2 separate regions of the Drosophila melanogaster genome follow, and region 2 is linked to region 1. Evidence: chromatin contacts called from public HiChIP or PLAC-seq data. All regions are on one chromosome and are shown on one strand. Each heading gives the region's core, a stretch centred on a gene start, on an enhancer-like site or on the middle of the called end of the contact. The rest is flanking DNA. Distances are from core to core; before and after follow the strand shown.

What was found. HiChIP or PLAC-seq counts read pairs in DNA pulled down with a chosen protein or histone mark.
Region 2: a contact with region 1 is called in a CP190 HiChIP or PLAC-seq map of the Kc167 cell line, with 4 times the contacts expected there. The contact joins the promoter of Fas2 here to the promoter of ec in region 1. A contact is called at or near these places in 4 of 107 Hi-C or Micro-C datasets (all in the S2 cell line) and 1 of 6 datasets of contacts at active chromatin or transcription factors (the Kc167 cell line).

What each region holds. Positions count from the first base shown.
Region 1 is chrX:3,810,303-3,813,002 of dm6, reverse strand. It overlaps ec (echinus), which reads right to left and starts at 1,305. Exons shown (of 6, transcript NM_130722.4): 1 at 731-1,305. fd3F (forkhead domain 3F) reads right to left here. Exons shown (of 5, transcript NM_166991.3): 5 at 1,963-2,700. The coding sequence ends at 2,494.
Region 2 is chrX:4,204,728-4,207,427 of dm6, reverse strand. It overlaps Fas2 (Fasciclin 2), which reads left to right and starts at 1,335. Exons shown (of 10, transcript NM_001272308.2): 1 at 1,335-1,528.

The DNA.
Region 1 (2,700 bases), core at 56-2,555:
CATCAATCAGTTACTCTTGAAACATCAAAAAAAAAAAACGCGACCATCACGAATGTATGTACATACATTAGTATATAATACTGACCCAGAAAGCCCCAACTACTTGTCTCCGAATGAAATGACAGCCAAAGAAGCCGGAGCAACAAACATTATAAAAAACGTTTGCCAAAAATGTGAAACCAGAACAATCCAAAATAAAAAGAGCCCGGCAAAATTGGCGGAGAGAATCGCTGTGTACAGACCTTCAGAAGCCATGAATCTGTTTTCGGTTTTTGTGCATCTGAAGGTTTTCATAAAAGATCTTTAGTATCGGTGTCGAAATTCGGCCTAACTAAAGTAACTCGATGATTAATACTGCTAATAATGTAAATCATTTTAAAGGAAACCCATTTTTAAAGTTTCTGTTTCCGGTCTTCGAACAGCAAGTTTTCAATGGCATGCGGAAAATTTGTTTCACCTTTGACGGGAAACCCTGATCACCGGTCAAATGACGCCTGTCTAGAAGTCATTTTCTTTCCTTGGGGATTCTCTTTTCCCTGGCAAACCGTAGAAAATCACTTCCCAGGCGGATCAGCGATTGAGTAAATGATTGATGGATTCCCAGCGCACAGTGCCTCCAATCTCGAATCTCAGATATCAACTACTCCCCCCCCAAACCTAATCAGATTAGCTGGATGTCATAACCCGGCATGGTTATGGCGATTTGGTATAGGTATAGGTTTTCACTTACCTGGCTACACCTGTGGCTAATATGATGATGGAGATCGTGGCAATGAAGGGCGGAGGCTGCGGCTATGCAACAATTGCGGTTGCATGTTGACCGGAAGTTTTCGGCTGGCCGCAAGGCAGGATATGGATATCGCTGGATATCGCTGGATATCGGTGGATGTCTGGTCTTGAGTTTATTGTATATTATAAATTCCCTTGCCAAAAGAGAGCCAAAAGAGAGTGCGAGAGGGCTTTGGACCGAGAGTTGGCCACTTTTCACACGCTTTCACTTGAACAAAAACTCAAAAAACTCAGCAAACACACAAAAACAAACTCAACTCGGCCACTATTTATTTTTCATCTTCATCTTCATTATTCAGGTTTGCAATCGCGGTTTGGTTTTTTTTTTTTTGGCAAAACAGGCAAAAGCCATCCAGCAACTAGTGGTTTGGCCTCGCAAAGACAAACAAACTATCAAAGACACACGCGCACGTCAACAAAAACACAACTGTGTGGCAACTGCGCAAATGCAAATGCAAAGACACTGTCAGCAAATGCAAACAAAGTCAGGGCAGCCGCTATGAATCAAAACAAACCGCCAGCAAATCGGTACGTCCGTTCGGTTTCGAGAGCAAAGAACGACTGATTGAAAAAGCAGTGGAGATCAGCGATGGTGGAGAGACGAGATGGTGGAGAGACGAAATGGTGAAGAATCGCGATGGTGGAGAAACGCGATGGTGGAGAAACGCAATGAGCATTCGGTAAAGACATCAACCAGCGGAGAGATCGGGCACTTGCTTTAGCCAAGACTCAAACCCACTTGGAGACTTTACCGCTGATAGTGTAACCGTTCAGTTCTCCAAACACTTTTTCGCGATTGTGGAGAAACGCAATGAGCATTCGGTAAAAACATCAACCAGCGGAGAGATCGGCCACTTGCTTTAGCCAAGGCTCAAACCCACTTGGAGACTTTACCGCTGATAGTGTAACCGTTCAGTTCTCCAAACACTTTTTCGGCGGCGGAAGTAAATGAAATGTACCCAAATGTGGCTTTCTACCTTTTTAGCCTTTCAATTTGTAATCCGAAAAAATTGTTTTTCAAATGGTTTTAATAAAAAAAAGGTATATTTTGCCATAATGAAAAAAACCAGTTAGGTGCCATTAGTTCTACGGACTTGGGTAAGGGAAACTATAAACACTTTCCCCAACTCATAGGATTAGTACTACTTCGACTGCTCTATAACTCCAATTTTTGTTAACATCTTAGTGGAGTGGATATCATTCTGCCTGGTAGTATTCACGAATATTCAGCTACATGTAAAAACACTTAACTAAATTCGAAGAGGAGCAAGATCTATGTATGTAATCTCTGCAAATAGATACTTGAGCAGATATACGAATAAGTACTTAGGGCTAGAAAGCTACTTATCGGCTAAATATTCAACTAAAGTATAGACAAAAAAAAATAAGGATTAGGTGTGTTTTTGGTACACTGAAGACTAGACTATACATATGGTCTAAATGGTAAACGGTAAGTAGGGTTTGATTTAGGTGGTTACATGTAAGTGTTGTTCAAGTGTGACTAGTATTTGTTTAGAGTTGGCTTATGAGTAGATCGGCTACAATTACGATTGTTGTCATGGAATGGAGCAAGATCGAGCAATATATATACAAGTATGCATATATGTATATATATATATATATATATATATATATATGGGTAATTCAATTGCTTGGCTGAGCGGGAGCTGGAGGAGCTGAAACTGGAGTCTGTTGTCTGCGCGGTCAAGCGACGATATCGCTACCCGGATTATAGCCAAAGTAGTTAAGGTTGAACTCGTCGCTGAAGAGTACTTCCTCCTCGGAGGGCTCCACTTGGTGCGACATCTGAATGCCGAGCTCCATGGGATCAATTTCGGTGATGTAGTACTGCGAGTTGCCGCCACCCATGTGGCTATTGCCGCCCATTTGGTTATTTTGGTTGTTATTGCC
Region 2 (2,700 bases), core at 86-2,585, 390 kb before region 1:
TTTGTGTGTGGGAGATAGAGGAAGATTCCGAGCAATAAATAAAGCGCAGCGAAAGTGCGACATCAACGACAAAATAACAATCCTATAAATCACTTATTGGTGATTCTGGCGGGGGAGGGGTGTCGCTGGTATATAGATATATGTAGGTACATATATCCCCTCTGTATACGGTGATAAATTGCTCCGTCACACAAACGACAAACGAAACAAAACAACAATGATAACTGCAGAATACATCGCATTGGCATCTATACGCAATTTCATTTAGTAAATTGCACACAGCGCATTCAAACGTAACTGCGATTTTTTTTTTTGTTTCCACTTAACCGGGGAAAATCACCCCCCTCGTCACGATTTTTCCGCAGGCTGGTTTAATTGACAGCGCGGCAATTGAAAATAAAAGAAGTTTTTGTTTGGAATCGAATCTCGATGTTGCGCGGGCAACAAGTGGCCGTCTCCGAAATATCCGAAATGTTGCCAGCCGGAAAATTCGTCTTGCATACCCGCCCGATTTTCCCCCCAGCATTCGTCGGTTACTTCGACAGCAAGATCGTAAAATGCTGTGCCGAAAAATAAGACGTTAAACTTTGGTTTTCCTCATTTCGAAATGTTGCAAGAGGTTTCGGCAACATGCTGCTAACTTCGAAGGATGTTTAGATAGTGTTCCCGAATATTCTTACAAAACTTATCGAAGTGTGAGATTTTCATCTTGCATATCAATCGGAAAAACCTTAGCTAGACATCATCTCCTCGCGATAGCACACTTTGCGTAATATATGTACATACGTGTAGCTCTTTTAAATGTGCCCCCGAATAAAGTAGTTACATTTTTAATGCTTCGTTCTGAAAGTTTGTTGACAAAGCTCCACAAAGATTGGGCAACAAAAACGTGTCAAAAAACCTGACACCAGTCGCTCGTAAAAGTGACGAAATGGGGCTTAAGTGCCACCGCCCAGTTTCTCCGCCCATTGTCGTTTGACCTTGCTGACACTCGAGAAGAAAAGAGCTGAATTCTTCGCCGCCTAACGGTAGACACTCTCCATCTCTTTTAGTCTCCACTGAAAACATATTTGGCCAATAACTGATATTAATATTCCTGTGCACTTATTACGTTATTTATGTAAATTAATTTCATTTTAAAAGAGCTCAGATTTTCGGTTTTATAAATTGCTATTATCTATGCACTTTACTTCTTAAACTTCTACCATCTCCCTTGCTTGATTACTTTCGGTTGGCAACATGCTGCGTCGCATCGGCTGGCAACATTTGGGGTTGCCAGATCTTGTGGCGCGGCAATAGCTGTGGTATTTTGCGGCGGCAGCGCTAGCGGTGCTTTCAGTTACGTTTCGACGGCCAACGCGTCGAGTGCTCTGCTTGCTGAGAGAAAGAAAAACACAAATAGAGACAACAGAAGTGGTTCTTCTTCTTCATACTCGCATTCTCTCGCGCTCTCTTCACCGTATGTGTTAACGGTCGTGGCGCGTCGTGTGCGTGTGTGTTAGTGTGCCAGTTAAACAATGAGAAATTGGTAATAATAAATAATAATAATAACTGCTCATAACAGCCATTATTTGGCCGTGCATGAGAAGAACTCAAAAAACATGTCGAGACAGCTCCACAAAAACCAAAAATAAACTGGCGGCATTCTTGTACATATTTTTTTTTTCAAAACTTTTTTTTTAGCGTGTGACAAAAAATACACAAATGTATCTCTCTCGCTCTGCTGAGTCTATGCTGTTTTGTTGTTTTAGCCCAAGATTCCAATGAGTCACGTGCAAAAGTTATTTCAATGAAAACCTCCATGAAAACCCTTTGAAAACTCACCCAATAATCGAGTTGGAAAAGTGCATACAACAAATATGAAAAAAAAGAGCAACATCACCTGAAAAGCAAGAAAAATAAAACGGAAAACAGGTTTTTGGGCCCGCTTCGCTGCCAACTTTATTGTTGTTACTACCAACAGTGTGCACTGGAAATTGACTCACGCTTGCAGCTGGCAAATAGGAAATATGAAACATACAAAAAAGAAACACGTTAAGAATTAGGAAAAGCCGGGCAAATTGATTCCACAACTAATCTGGAATGTTAACCACAGAACAAAAAAAAAAAAAAATAGAAAAGAATAGATTCTCAAATTTCACGACCAATTTCAGTCGGTTTCGTTTTTCCTTTGTCTGTCAAAATTGCCTTTATGTCGCATATCAAAAAGTTTATTTCGTTTGCTGCGGCTTTCTGCAAAAGTTTTAATGTGATTAAAAATATTTGTTTAAACTGTTAACAAGTCGGAATAAACTCAAAGTTGGTAAATTAACTTCATCGACTTCATAGAGTGCTTATTTGAAAACTTTTGCCGCTTTACTTTTGGCAGTTTTTCGAACAAGATGTTAGTTTCGCATTAATAAATTAGTTTATTGCGTTTTATCAAACCTAACCGAGCCATATTTTAATTAAGACTACAAAATCCTATTGAGTTCGTCCAATTCTAGGCAATCAAAACGGCAGATGTAATTACAATTTGTCGGTCGCGCCGAAAGTCAAAATCAAATCATTTGACAGCATTAATAATTCACGAATATCAAGTGGAAAACTTCTAAACTTTGTGCAACTTGAACAGATTCACAAAAACTCTACCGTTGCCAGAACTTCCCCTCTGGCCAAGTCTCTCATTATAATTAGCGTTTTCGAAACTTTATGAATATT